2 separate regions of the Mus musculus genome follow, and region 1 is linked to region 2. Evidence: chromatin contacts called from public HiCAR-type data. All regions are on one chromosome and are shown on one strand. Each heading gives the region's core, a stretch centred on a gene start, on an enhancer-like site or on the middle of the called end of the contact. The rest is flanking DNA. Distances are from core to core; before and after follow the strand shown. Region 1 holds the start of Itpripl2 (inositol 1,4,5-triphosphate receptor interacting protein-like 2). Region 2 holds the start of Nucb2 (nucleobindin 2).

What was found. HiCAR-type assays count read pairs that join an accessible place to other places.
Region 1: a contact with region 2 is called in a HiCAR-type map of astrocytes, with 5 times the contacts expected there. The contact joins the promoter of Itpripl2 here to the promoter of Nucb2 in region 2. A contact is called at or near these places in 2 of 39 promoter capture datasets (the C10 cell line and cranial neural crest) and 1 of 115 datasets of contacts at active chromatin or transcription factors (astrocytes).

What each region holds. Positions count from the first base shown.
Region 1 is chr7:118,490,133-118,493,323 of GRCm38.p6, forward strand. Itpripl2 (inositol 1,4,5-triphosphate receptor interacting protein-like 2) reads right to left here and starts at 1,843. Exons shown (of 1, transcript NM_001033380.3): 1 at 1-1,843. The coding sequence starts at 1,202.
Region 2 is chr7:116,502,781-116,506,012 of GRCm38.p6, forward strand. Nucb2 (nucleobindin 2) reads left to right here and starts at 1,589. Exons shown (of 14, transcript NM_001130479.2): 1 at 1,589-1,704.

The DNA of each region.
Region 1 (3,191 bases), core at 593-3,092, 2.0 Mb after region 2:
ATACGTCCCCAGTGTGTAGCAGCCATCGGGTCCAGCCCGCGGGCACCCAAGTCTCGAAGAGCCTTAAGCAGCTGCAGGCACTTGAGATAGCAGGCACCTGGAGGCGCCCGTTCCTGAAGCCAGCCCAGCAGTTTCTGCTCCTGACGTGCTGTGTTCACACCCCACAGAGCCTCGGCGCGCAGGCCACCCGGGAGCTCTGACAGGGCCCCGCTAGGCGAGGGTGGTGGTGGTGGTGCCACAAGGAAGACGCCATCACCCAGGTGGACAGCAGGGATGAGGCGCACGGCCATGGAAAGGCGGCAGCAGCCATAGTCCGTGCGGCAAGGAAGGATGTGGAGGGTGGGGGGCTGCTCCAGACTGCCTGGGGTCAGGCTGACCCGACAGCGACCCTCCAAGCTGTAGCGCACAGTGGCCAAGGAGCGCTGTAGGTGCGCCTGGAACCAGCGCAGTACCAGGGTAGCTGAGAGGTGGCGACGGCCCTGCACATCCACACAGAAGCCTTCAGCGAAGGGTTTGCAGTCGCGATGCCACTGGCCCGTCGAGGCCCCCGATGGCGAGGGTGGTGCCTTGAGGGCGCACACGAAGCAGCTGCGGAAGGCTGGGGTCAGCGAGGGTTCGGTCCCCAGGCTCCGCGGCTCCAGCGCCACCTGCGGCGGGAGTCGCAGTGGCACCAACACGTCGAAGCTGTCGGGTCGGCGGATTTTATGCTGTTCATAGGCGCTGCCCACCTGGATGAAGTCTCCCCGGAAGGCCAAAGCCAGTGCTCCCCCGGTGATGAGGCCTGGAGACCCTCGGGCCCGGCCAGCTTGCACTAGTTCCCCCACAATCCGGCTCACATGTGCCTTGCTGTGACCTAGCACATGCGGCGACAGGCGCACTTCGTGCTCATAGTAACTCTCCAGTAAGATGCTCAGGCCTGGCTCTTGCAAGGATCTGGCTGAGAAGTTGGCATGACCACGCGGGCGGGAAGAGCCTGGCAACAGGCGCTGGCGGATGGCGTGGCGACATCGTAGGAGGATGTAGCCGAGGAGAAGAAGGATGGCCACCTTGAGCAACGGGAAACCGCTGTCTGCGCCGTCGGGGGACTCGGCCCGGGCATCCTCGCTGCTGCGTAGGGCATGGTAGAGGCACACCAGCGCCGTGCACAGCCCGGTCACCAAGGGCCAGAAGACCCGCAGGTTGAGCGTGTACCGCACGGACATGCCGGGAGACCGGGCGGCCCAGGGCGCGAGCCCGGGTGGTGTCCCCTGCCCAGCATGCGCGCAGCGTCCCGGAGGCCCCGAGGCCCCCGTGTCCTTGGCCTTGAAGGAGGCTCCCCGCTCGCAGCGCCGGGGCCAGCAGCCCCGCTGCTCTGCCTCCACTCTTAGCTCAAGTTCCCCTTCCAGGCGCCGCCCGCGCAGCTCGCTCCGGCCCCTGACCGCGCCCTGTCCCTGTCCCGCTCAGTCCCAGCCGCGCTGCCCTGGGCTGGCTTCTGCCCCGGACTCCTACCCTACCCTGGGCGGCCCTCCTGGCTCCGCCACAGCTGTGCACAGGGGCGATCGGCCGGGTTACTCGGGTCCCGGGATTTTCTTCTTTCGGAGGGGAAGGCCGCGCCGGGCAGCCGGGAGGAAATGCCGGAGTCTGGAGCCTCGCGGGGAGGGCGGCCCCCTCCCAGCCTCCGCCTGGTTCGACGTCGGGTGGCCAGAGGGACTTCGGGACTTGCGGGAGACTGCACTCCCGAGGGCTACTCCTGGGCCCCCTCCTGGAAGGCAGAACGGGGAAGGCCTGGTTCCGGGGCGGTGGCTGCATCTGATCCCGCACTTACTGGGAAGTTGCTGGAGGAAGGCTTGCAGCCCCACCGCCCGGCCCTCCCTTCGCCCGGCCCCACCCCCAACGAGTCCCGCTGGCGGCGTGGCAGGCTCGGGCGGAAGTGGCCCCTAGCTGTCTGCCGCTGTGCTGTCTTGTAAACCTCTGTAGAGTACCTACTAAGCACTAGACAGGAGCCTAAGGGCTGGGAATGCAGTTGATAGTGTGGAGGTTCTCTTGCCTGTTATTCAAGCTCACAGTCTGGTAAAACGGGACTACGAACAGAGAAGGGTGGTGATGACTGCCTCTGATCCCGAGGCTGGAGTCATGAGTTCAAGACTAGTCTGGGCTACATAGACTGTCTCAAAAACAAAGATTCCCACCAGCAGATGTTCTGAAAGGAAGCTGAATGAAGGAGTACAGGTTGATCTTCCAAAGGATGATCCTCAGAGTCCTGCCCCAAACTGTAGGGTGTCTGACGAGGTAGTGTTGGATCTGAGACCTGGGAGAGCTGGTGCAAAGCGATAATGATAGTTTTTGCAGGACAGGAGACAGGTTTGATGCCCAGCCTCACCACCTGAGTTTGATTCTCAAACCTGCATAGTGGAGGGAGAGAAGTGTTCTGCAAGTTACCTACCCTCTGACCTCCTCGTATATGCAAGCACACACACACACACACACACACACACACACACACACACACACACACACTTACTTTAAAAAGGAAAGAAAAGAAAGAAAGAACTGTGTTTTGGTTTTGGTTTGCCTTATACCTGCATCAGTCACATGGTACATACTTACTCTGTACTTTAATGCTAATCCATACTGATAAGACCTTAGTGCTAATATCTATTGCCAATAAGTAGTATCTTCTCAGATTTTCTGATACTAGAGTCCAGCCAGGTTCCAAAGATCACCCAAAGTCACACAGCCTTTGCAGAGCTGTGCTTCCATCTAGAGGAGTCAGAAGGCAGGGTGGCCAGGGAAGAGGTCCATGTGTCCTTTGGGCATTTTTTTTTTTTCTGAGTCCTTTGTGAGGACTCTTACAAACCTGGAAAGCCTGCGCTTTTTCATAACACGAAAGTCCCAGGAACAATTTGAATGTATTTGAATAGTCGTCTGTATTTGTTCACACTTATTACACCTTGCTGCTGTATAAGGGGAGCAAGGGTAAATGACTTAGAGCATATGGGATCCCAACCATAGAACCAGGATAGAGGGTCATCCCAGCATTAGTCCAGGAGATCCTGACTGAACTAGTCAGGCTAAGCAGAAGTGTGTGTGTGTGTGTGTGTGTTCACTCACATTTATATGTGAAAGCCATAAGTTAACCTTGGGTGTTATTCCTCAGTGTCATTCCTTGGGTGCTATTCCGCCTTGGGTTTTGAGACAGGGTGTCTCACTGA
Region 2 (3,232 bases), core at 339-2,838:
ACGATTCTTAGGATGTAGGTAATATCTCTCAAGTTGAAATTTAGTGTGCCTATAACATAATCTTTTATCCTCTTCAAGTGTCATTACATTCAACTTGTTCATTTTTTTTTAAACATATGTCTCTGCTCTCAATCCCTCAGTGGAAGCAGAGCCACAAAACAAAAAATGGACAACATTCTAAAACACAAAAGGAGCTTAGCTTTGGGATATTATTCAAAGTAAGTGGACGAGAGGTGTGGATAAGAGTTAAAATCTAGAGGCTGAGGTTTTGGTTTAGTCACCATCCCAAGAATGGCCGAGTTAGTACAATGTGACTGACTCTTTTTTATAGACTGTAAGTGTGTGTGTGTGTGTGTGTGTGTGTGTGTGTGTGTGTGTGTGGCTGTTACTGACCCCATTTTATACACAAGGAAATGGAAGCATAGTGCTCTGATACCTTCTTTAGGATGGGTTAGAAAAGTTGAGTGTTGCAAGAGAGAAGTCTGATCTCTAATGGTGCACACAGCCATTAACCCACGTTGTGTCTTGCTAACAGTGGTTTCCATTGCAGTCTACCCTCCCCTGGATCTGTGGGTTCTTCGTTTGTAGATTCAACCAACTAGAGATAGAGAGAATGAGACAGAGAGCGAGCGAGCGAGAGTGCTAAGTGCCAGCATTCGTGTGTCTCTCTCTGCTTCCTGATACCTTGTGCCAGCTGCCTCAAGCTTCTTCTACTGCTGTACTGAAGCACACCCTTAAACTGTGAGCAAAACAAACAAGCAAAACCCCAAAACCAAACCAAACCAAACCAAACCAAACCAAACCAAACCAAACCAAACCAAACCCCTCTTCCTTCTTTAACTGCTTTTCTTAGTATTTTTCGTTGCAGCAAGGAGACCAGCCAGTCAGTACACAACCTAGGACCTTTTTCTTTGGGTTGAAAAACAAAACAAAACAAAACAAAACAAAACAAAACACCCTAAAAATCAGTCAGGTGCGAGTAACTGGCACTCACGCTTCAAAACCAGCTCCAAGGCTCTAAAGCTTTTCTACCCTCCAAGCACGTACAAAATGCCCCACGGTTAAAATGTTGTTAATGTTAAATGTGTTGAAGATGTCTTGACTCCACGGGGCAGAGAGAAGAAAAATCTGTATCTGAGAGGTAAATGCTATTAAGTCACAGGGACTCAGGGACCACGATAAGGAGGGTGGGGGTACGTTAAATACCAGTCTGAGTCCCTGCAGGAAAGAGGCTCTCCAAGACTCACAAGAGGGCTACCACTTTTTTCTCCACCACTGTGGGCGCTGCAGGCTCATGCCAGAGACCAAGAACCTGGCAAACCCTAAGATTTTGTGGGGGATCCCCGGGCATCACTTCACCCTACTAAGCCATGCACTAAGAGCTAGTCTAAGACAGCAAGGGAAGGAAGAGGCGCGGCTTCCTCACGCTTCGGAGAGCGCCACGTCCCTCTTGGCTAGTTCTTCCAGAAGCGCCTTCGCGTAGGCGCGTCCCTGGACCAGTTCACCAATAGGAGTCCTCCGCGATCCGGAGCTGGACCAATTAGCGGCTGTGGGGGGAGGAGGCAGTCACCATGGCAACCAGGAGGCGGGCACGCATTAGGCTGTGGATCAGAGCAAGGCGGAGGGCCGTGGGCAGGGAAAACTGGTGTGCTCGCGGCGGGCATCAGTCGGCTTAGCCTCGCGCGCCGGGACCCTGCAGAGAAGGTCAGTGGCGCGGAGCAGGGTGTAGATCCCAGCCTCGAGGAGGCTGGACGGGTCACAGAAGAGAGGGCGCAGGTCTGTTCTTGCCCTGCCCATGGTTGTGGGCATGGAGGGCCGAGTTCTGGGCGGGCAAGGTTGGGGAGGGTCTCCCAGCTGAAGCCGGAGGCGTCGGGTCCACTCCACCACTCTTCTAGCTACAGAGCGCTTGAGCTTTTCTTCCGGGTGGGTAGCACGAGCAGGCAGAGTAGGTGCTGGACCCAGACTGGGGCGGGGTACGTGGGCGAGGGGCTCGCCCACTGGTGAGGTCTCTGGACCTATCGATTCCCGGCTGATGCTCCGCGCCCCCCCGCCCCCCTCCAGTTGTGGAGCAAAGCTAGGCCCAGGAACACAGCTCTTCCCCGGGGTATGTGAAACCAGCATCTGCCACTAAGGAGAAAGTTCCTGCCAGCTGTAGTATCGTTTGCCCCAAAGTGACAAATTAGGTGAAAGAGGATACATTTTGATTTAGGGGGAAGAGAAAGATGTTACTTTCTTGTTGCACCTGCTGAATGTTACCTCCGTGGGCTGGTGTGGTTATTGTGGTTGATACAGACAGCAGTCTTACCAGACAGTTATTTTGCAAAATCAGAAAGGGGTGGAGGGGAAGAGAATGAAAATGAACAGGAACCCTTGTTCTGATAATTTATACCTTTTACACGGGTTAATGTACCTTTTACACAATTGAATGCCGAGTGCTATCATCTAAGTTTCTTATTTAAGAAACTGTGGATAAATAATATACATTTTATCCCCCTCCCCAATCATCCTGATTTTGACAAAAGGCAGGAAAGTGGTGACTCACACAATATCAGCTGTTAGGGGAGCCTGAGGCAGGAGGATACGGGGCTTAAATGAAAATATTTGTTATAGTGAGTTACAGTTAATTTTGGGATTTCCCTACAGGAAAGCTTAAAATGTTGAGATGATTGTCCCAAAGAATTGTCAAGAGGTGATAGTATTCTACCAGGCATTTGGACCAGGGAGCCTTTGGCTATTTAAATTGCTTCTTAAGGTCTTCCCTGGCTGGTTTTGTTAAGAAACTGGACTTGAGTAATGCTCAGATTATTTTATCTTAGAAATTGTATCAGGAGTTTTCCCTCACATAAGCTGTGTTATGGTTCTATAAAACTCAAATTCAACAAATAATGGTCCATGTTCCAACACATGTTCCTTGGTTAACACAATTAACAGGGTTGCACATTAAAATAATGGAAATTTAGGATTACAAATGAAATCTCAGATAGTATCACTCTAGTTATTAGGTGAGCACAGGACTCTCCATCATTAGGTTTGTCTGATGTGGGTCAAAAATTCATTTCCAAGAGCCATCTAGATGACTCGGTGGATAAAGGCGCCCGCAGCCAAGCCTGATCTCCCTCTGAGTTTGGTCCCAGTGACCCATAGGGTAGAAGGGGGCACCAGCTTCTGCAAGGTGTCCTTTAAAACATCCATAAATACATTGTAACAATTCCTCTCTGCCTCCTTGTGGGTT